Linked DNA regions of Mus musculus: region 2 is linked to region 1. The links are chromatin contacts, called in public HiChIP or PLAC-seq maps. All regions are on one chromosome and are shown on one strand. Each heading gives the region's core, a stretch centred on a gene start, on an enhancer-like site or on the middle of the called end of the contact. The rest is flanking DNA. Distances are from core to core; before and after follow the strand shown. Region 1 overlaps Gm1123 (predicted gene 1123). Region 2 holds the start of Dbr1 (debranching RNA lariats 1).

Region 1 (3,597 bases), core at 1,072-3,571:
GTTGATGACGTGTGGGAGCACAAGGCACATTTCACTGAAGATACAGGAGCAAGGAATCAGCAGAACTTAATTAAAAGTTCAATTGATGTAACCTCTGGGGCAGATGATCAGCCTGAAAAAAAAAGGCATCTGCTTAGGAAAAGCAACTGTGTATAGTAGTGCAAAATTTACATATGCTAATGAAATTAGAAATATATTTTAAAGCCTCAACAATGCAAACCACTTACAAATACAAACACCTAATCCAAACATTTAGGAGGAAAGGCAGAGGGAGCCTAAGTTCAAGATCAGCGAGGGCTACAAAATGAGACCCTTAAAAATATATCAATAGCACAGTTAAGAGTGTATACGACCCTTGGGGCTTGAGAGATCTCTCAGTGATTAAAAACACTTATTACCCCAGAGAGGACCCAGGTTTGAGTCCCAGTGTCCATATGAAGGCTCAACCTTAATGCTAGTTGCAGGGCGCTTGGCACCCTCTCCTGACCTCTGAGAGCATCTGACATGCCTGTGGTGCAGACACACATACATGCAGGGAAACACACAAAACAAATCTTGAAATAATTTAAAGAATGTACACTGTCCTTATTAGAAAACACAAATGGGACCGCTGAGATGGCTCAGTGGATAAAGCATTTGTTGACCATCAATACACCCTGAATTTGATCCCTGGGACACAAATGGAAGGACAAATCAACTATCTGTTCTTTTATGACCTCCAGCATATGCCATGGTACTTGAGCACACACAACTGTAATAAGAATACATACACACATATATGCATAAGTAAACACATGAAGTAGAAACTGATAAGAGAAATGGCACTAAATGTACTGAGGAGTGCCAAGAAGTGCTTGGAGCAGTGAGACTGAGAACTATGGTCGCTCATTCTGCTCACTTATTCCACACTGTAGGAGATATTTTTACCTGGCAGCACTCAGGCCAGACAGAGTACCTTTGACTAGAGTCTGCACTCATTGCTGCTGCTCGCAGAAGACACCATAACCCTCCTCCCCCAACCTCCCACCGCCATACTGCCTGTGACCAGCACAGTGTGCTTTCTCCTACCTAGCTCTGTGCAGACACTCCTGCTCTAGAGGGGTACAGCATTCAGAAAACTCTCGAGTTCCACGTGGGACTCTTCTTCACCTCTCCCCTGGATGAATCCATAAAATAAGGTTCATCCAAAAAGGAACAGGGAACATTGGCCTGTGTATGTGGGAGGTGCCATAGTAGGCCTGCGGATATGGGAGGGGCCCTGATTGTCTACATCTAGGGTTGTACCAATCAGAAATTCCTACTAAACACGTGTCCTCAACAATCTTCCAAATCATGAGACCCTAGGTCTCAAAAAAGGGATCTTAAAACTGACATAACAGAGCACTTGTCACCATCCGCCTGCATCAAGTTAGCTACAGGAAGAAGGTCCAGTGTACTTCGAGCTGTCACCTTTCCGATTTCTGAACTTGGGCACTGGTCCACAGAGAGGAAACTTTGCAGCCTGACGATCATAAAGCAGTCCTATTGTCCTCCTGGCCATCAGCGAGAGCTGTGCACTTCCCAGCCCACCCCATCCTCCATTTTAAAAATGAAAACAGCGACACGAGGGCTGTAACATCACTGCCTGATACCCACTGGCTTCTCCGACCCGTCGGTTTTCGTCCTCTGTTCCAGCCCCAGTATTCTAAACACCCAGCTCTTCACCACAGAGACCACATTTGTCTCGATCCATGAAAACGCAAGCTCAGAGCGCTCCCTCACATCTCCGGAGGGATGACTCCGACAGGCGTGGCCACGGTGAAAGCTTTTTATACTCTCTGTTTCGGTACCCACAGAGTAGACTGGGGCGATGAAATCGATTTAATTCTCAGGGCAAGTCAGAAGACAAGGACGACAGCCGCAGTGCACGGTGCAGCTCGGGTTCTTTCTCACACAATACAATTTCATTTATATTGAAAATCATCATGAACTTTGCAAAGAAGTTAGTCACTTCCTGTTTTTCTCTGATCTAAATGCATGTGATAGCTTTACGTTTTAAGCTATGTGAGGACCTTAGAAATACTTCAGAAGGTGACATAATGCTAGGACTAGGGACAGAGCTCTTTCCTAGCAAGCATGAGGCCCAGGTTTTACTCCTAGCGCAGTGAAAATGAACAGATCCCATTATTACTGTAAAACACCGTTTGTTTTATGTAAGTTCTGTGACTTCAGCACTGTGACATTTCACCCTGTTACTGAGAAGGCGCACTCTCTACCCACTACAGTAACTTACCAACAACTGTCAGCTGAATGGTCCCCTTGGCAGTACCAAAGGCATGGGACACTCCACACTGATAGGTGCCAGCGTCAGAGAGCCGAGCATCAGTTATATTTATAGATGCCTCACCAGACCTGATGTCATTACTTGTAAATTGCACACGTCCTTTCATATCTTGATAGAAGTTGTCGTAAATCTTGTCTGCTAAATATACAATAAACTAAAATTTAAAAGAAGCAGAAAGAGAACATAAACAAACGTGGGCTGAAGAAGTGGCTCTGTGGTTAGAAGCATGTAGCTCTCATCAGGGGACCCAAGATCAGGTTGCAACACCCACAAAGCAGTTCACAGCGTAACTTTCAGATTCCATGGGATTTAATATCCCCTCTGACCTCCACAGACACTAGACACGCATGCAGTTCAAGAGACTCAAATGTAATAAAAAATAAATCTAAAAAAAAACTTTCAGTAATGCTATGCATATACCATGTTACCATAAAACTTTTTTTTTTTTTTTTAAGAAATAGAAATGAAAGAGAAAGTAAAGAGAGCTGGTGAGCTGGCTCAGATGACAGAGACCCGAGTTAGGGCCCTGAGAGCCAATGGAAGAGGCAGACATGATTTCACAGACATGAAGCCCACCACTAGAATAAGGGGTTGGAGGGCGGGCAACCCCAGGCACTTGCTGGCCACTCAGTCTAGCCATCAGTGAGCCCCAGTTTCAGTGAGAGACCATATTTCAAAACACATGATGGAGAAAGAGGGCGGGTGACACCTAACCTCATCCTTCAGTTTCCACAGATAAAGGCATGCCCACACACATACGCTGCGCATACACACACATCTGCCCCACACATACTTCATTATATACAGAGGGAGGGAGGGAGGGAGGGAGGGAGAGAGGGAGGGAGGGAGGGAGGGAGTTGTTATACAAAAACCCACACTAATAAAAACACAGAATGATGAGCTAGAACTGGGTCCATGTGGACCTGGGATGCAGTCCCTGTACCTCTATTATTATTACTATTTTAAAGCTTTGTTGTTTTTATTATTGTTTTAAATCATATTTAGGCTGGCTCAGGTGTGGTGGCGTTCACCTATAACCCCAGCACTCGGGGGCCGGCCGGGAAGAGTGCCGGGCCACCAGGAGTCGGAGTGACAGACAGTTGAGAGAAGCCATACCGCTGGGTCCTCTGGGAAAGCAGCCCCGTGCTCTTAAGTGCTGAGCCAAACCTTTGGCCTCCATACTCCCATTATGAATGGACAGCCAGGTTTCAGTGTGATTAAATAACTTCTAACATAATTAAATACCATAGTCCTGTACTAGAGACGGGGTCGGT
Region 2 (3,573 bases), core at 871-3,370, 570 kb after region 1:
CCAGAGGAAGGAAGGAGTTGCTGTGCTGGTGTTGGCACGTTCCTGTACCTCAGGTCTTTAGAGGAAATTAAAAGCTCATCTAGCTTATATTTGAAAATCTTGCTGAGATGGGTTTTATAATAATCTGGCATTTTGTACCAGTAGCCAAGGAATATCTAATGTTTTGAGGCATGGTTCTAAAGGAATATATACACAAAATGAAAAAAAAATTCTATGTAAAGAATCTAGAAGGAAGTAGTTTGTATAAGTTAAAAATGAAAGCCTACTTCAGGTTCAGGCCGGTCTGATCTACATAGTTCCAGGCCAATCAGAGATACATAAAAAGATCCTGTCTCCAAAGAAAAGAAGAGAAAAGGAAAGGAAAGGAAAATTGGAAGGAACAAACAGAACAGACGCAAAAAAGAGTAGAGTCTGACTTATAAAATTGTATAACCTTGATTAGATCGTCTTTTCTGAGACATTTCTCTGTATGGTTTTGTCTTTCTTTCTTTTTCTTTTTTCTTTCTTGGTTTTATGGGACAGGGCTTCTCCATGCATCAGTCCCAGCTGTCAAATTTTTTTGTTTGTTTTGTTTTTCGAGACAGGATTTCTCTGTGTAGCCCTGGCTGTCCTGGAACTCACTTTGTAGACCAGGCTGGCCTCAAACTCCCGAGTAATGGGATTAAAGGCGAGCACCACCACGCCCGGCTAGCCCCAGCTGTCTTAATTCACTTTATAGACCATGCTGACCACACTGGCCAGGGATCTGCTTGCTTATTTCTGGAATACAAGGATTAAAGGCAGAGCCACCATCCCCTCCCTCCCCCTGCCACGCCCCCAGCCTAGATTGTATTTAACTGATTAAATTTTTCAGTTGTTTAAATGTATACTTCTCTGTTGAGAGGCCAAATCTTGTAAGTTCAGACTCCATTTTAGAGAACCTGGCCAAAGTTTGAACTCAGACAAACTAACCAACATAACACTAGTTTCCAAGTTACCCCTCAACAAGACCAGCGTCCCCAGGTTATTACCCCAACATATCTGCACCCCCAGGTTACGAGGCCACCCCCTGCCTAACGACCACTAATGCAGAGGGAAGCAGAAATTAAGTTTATGATATGACTCCCAGCACCAGCCAATTGTGTTAAAGGCCATGGTAGCTCTCGAATTAGATGCTTAACTACCACCACTACCACATCCCACCCTCTGCTTGTAGCTTTCTATAAAGTCTTGTCCCCACTGACATTCGGGGTACACCAAAAACTGTGCTGTGTGTTGGTGGCGAGCCACAGCGAGCTGGGATAGAATAAAGACCGTGCTATGAGTTACATCAGATGGGCTCCTGCCTGGTTTTGGGGGATCGCTAACACTTTCGTGGCGCTACAACTGTATGCCCTTGATTAGATTTCCTTTACTGGCTTTCTTCTTTGCCATTCATTCTTCCTTGATTAGTCGCCACCTTTTCTCTCCAGAAGTTTTCGAGATATTTAACCTTTCATTCATCTTGCGTTACAGTTAGGCAAACAATTTGGTAGGAAAATACCCATTCCCCTTAGTCAAAAATAATTTTAGAAATTCCCCCCGGGAGGGTTGGTGTATAGTTTTAAAATAATCAGTAAGCTTCAACGTTGCATTTAAATTTTAATGTCATCATTAAAACCTCTTTTTACTTTCTAATTCATTTTTAAGGCAATCATCGTTGCCAGGGAGAGATTTGCTCTAGGGAATTAATTGCTCAATCGCTCCTGCTCACTTGCTTACCTTGATTTTTTTTTTTTGGTTTTTCGAGACAGAGTTTCTCTGTAGCCTTGGCTGTCCTGGAACTCACTTTGTAGACCAGGAAGGCCTCGAACTCAGAAATCCGCCTGCCTCTGCCTCCCAAGTGCTGGGATTAAAGGCGTGCGCCACCACGCCCGGCTGCTTACCTTGATTTTACTAAATTCAATCCCTATTCTTGGAGATTTTATTTCTTTTTCTAGTTTTAAACAATGTAACCCACTAGATTGCTAGCACGCAAGGGATCACGAAGACAGACAGGGTCTCCATTAAACAAGTTCAAAGTTTCCCCCCTCCGGCTTGACCGGGCCCTTCCCGTTCCCTCTCTCGCGAGACTTGGAAGCCGGAAGTTACATAAAGGACTCGAAACTCAGCCGCGGCTCGGTTGGTGTTGGCGGGAGCCGGGTGGGCCGGCTGCCTGGTGTTCTTTGCTGTGCGACCCGGGCTGCAGGTGCTCCGGGGTGTTGCTGTTGAGTTCCGCGGCCCAACGTCACGATGAGGGTGGCCGTGGCCGGCTGCTGCCACGGCGAGCTGGACAAGATCTACGAGACTCTGGCGCTGGCGGAGCGGCGCGGCTCGGGACCCGTGGATCTCCTTCTGTGCTGCGGCGACTTCCAGGCGGTGCGCAACGAGGCCGACCTGCGCTGCATGGCCGTGCCGCCCAAGTACCGTCACATGCAGACCTTCTACAGGTGAGGGGCGCGCGGCCGGTCCTCGCGTGGGGTTCCAGGTCCTGCTGCCGCAGATCGCGATGTCTGTTGGACCCGGAGCTTAGGAAATGGCCCTGGCCTCCTCCTCTCTGTACACACCTGGCTCTTCTTCCCAGGGACCCGGGGTGACACCAGCAGGTTTAGATACTTTGGATTTGCTAGAACACGATGGTTAGTTGATTTAATGATCTGGTTTTCCCGTGACCTGCTGTGTGCTAGTCTGGGTTCTAGAAGCCCAGACTTGCACTTCACAAAGTTCTTGATCTCAATGAATGTGTGCTCGACACTCAAGATTTAATTTATTCTTAAGGGCAGGGATGGGAAGATAGTGGGGACCGTTTGATCGTTTTTGAGCTCGGCCTTTTCCTTCTGACCTCTTGCTTTTTTGTGTTTAGTTTGGTTCCTGACAGCTTTATTACCGTTATGTTGTAGATATTACTCTGGAGAGAAAAAGGCCCCGGTTCTCACCATCTTCATTGGAGGAAACCATGAAGCCTCAAACCATTTGCAAGAGTTACCCTATGGTGGCTGGGTAGCGCCGAATATTTATTATTTAGGTATGTGTTTATGTGCACTTTTTTTGGTCTTGTCAGAATCTGTACCAGCTGGGCAGCTTCTAGAAGACATGTGGTGAATGCCATTAACTTAAATAATCATGAGAATTGAGTTAAAATAGTTATTAAATGGCCAGTCATGAACATACATCCATTTTCTTCTAGAGGTTTAAATAATAGCTAATATGATGACAAGTTTTTTTTTTTGTAGTCTCTTTGCTTTTTTCTTATTGCATTAAACTTTATAATGGAAAATGCTAAACATACATAAAAATACCGAGTAGTTTAATAAATTTCTTTACTTGTTAACCTCAACTCCTATTACTTTGTTCTACTCCCATATTTAAATATCCAGTATTGTTTAAACTTTTCCTGAGGGAGATGGCTGGGATGCCTTAAAGCAAATCCTAACCACTGGGTTATTTCATTTGTGGATTTTTAAGTACATGACTCCCCCTACCCCAAGATGTATTTATTTATCTACCGTGTATACAGTGTTCTGAGTGCATATGTGCCTACAGAGCACCAGATCCCATTATAGATGGTTAGAAGCC

What was found. HiChIP or PLAC-seq counts read pairs in DNA pulled down with a chosen protein or histone mark.
Region 2: a contact with region 1 is called in an H3K4me3 HiChIP or PLAC-seq map of bone marrow-derived macrophages, with 3 times the contacts expected there. The contact joins the promoter of Dbr1 here to the enhancer-like site in region 1. A contact is called at or near these places in 9 of 39 promoter capture datasets (the 3T3-L1 cell line, the C10 cell line, the HPC-7 cell line and 5 more), 6 of 484 Hi-C or Micro-C datasets (CD4 T cells, the HPC-7 cell line, Th1 cells and 3 more), 9 of 115 datasets of contacts at active chromatin or transcription factors (CD8 T cells, the SCID.adh cell line, T-cell acute lymphoblastic leukemia and 6 more) and 1 of 9 other capture datasets (adipose tissue).

Annotation. Positions count from the first base shown.
Region 1 is chr9:99,006,955-99,010,551 of GRCm38.p6, forward strand. Gm1123 (predicted gene 1123) reads right to left here. Exons shown (of 8, transcript NM_001080776.1): 7 at 2,273-2,477; 8 at 11-112. The coding sequence ends at 108. Among named protein-coding and RNA genes, the nearest start is that of Faim, 22 kb to the left of the region's middle. Within about 2 kb of position 2,322, at least 55 of the 459 cell types and tissues checked have an H3K27ac peak or open chromatin away from gene starts, as enhancers often do. A contact at or near this core is called in CD8 T cells, Th1 cells, adipose tissue and 5 more, where this site is marked.
Region 2 is chr9:99,573,679-99,577,251 of GRCm38.p6, forward strand. It overlaps Dbr1 (debranching RNA lariats 1), which reads left to right and starts at 2,121. Exons shown (of 8, transcript NM_031403.3): 1 at 2,121-2,447; 2 at 2,898-3,022. The coding sequence starts at 2,251.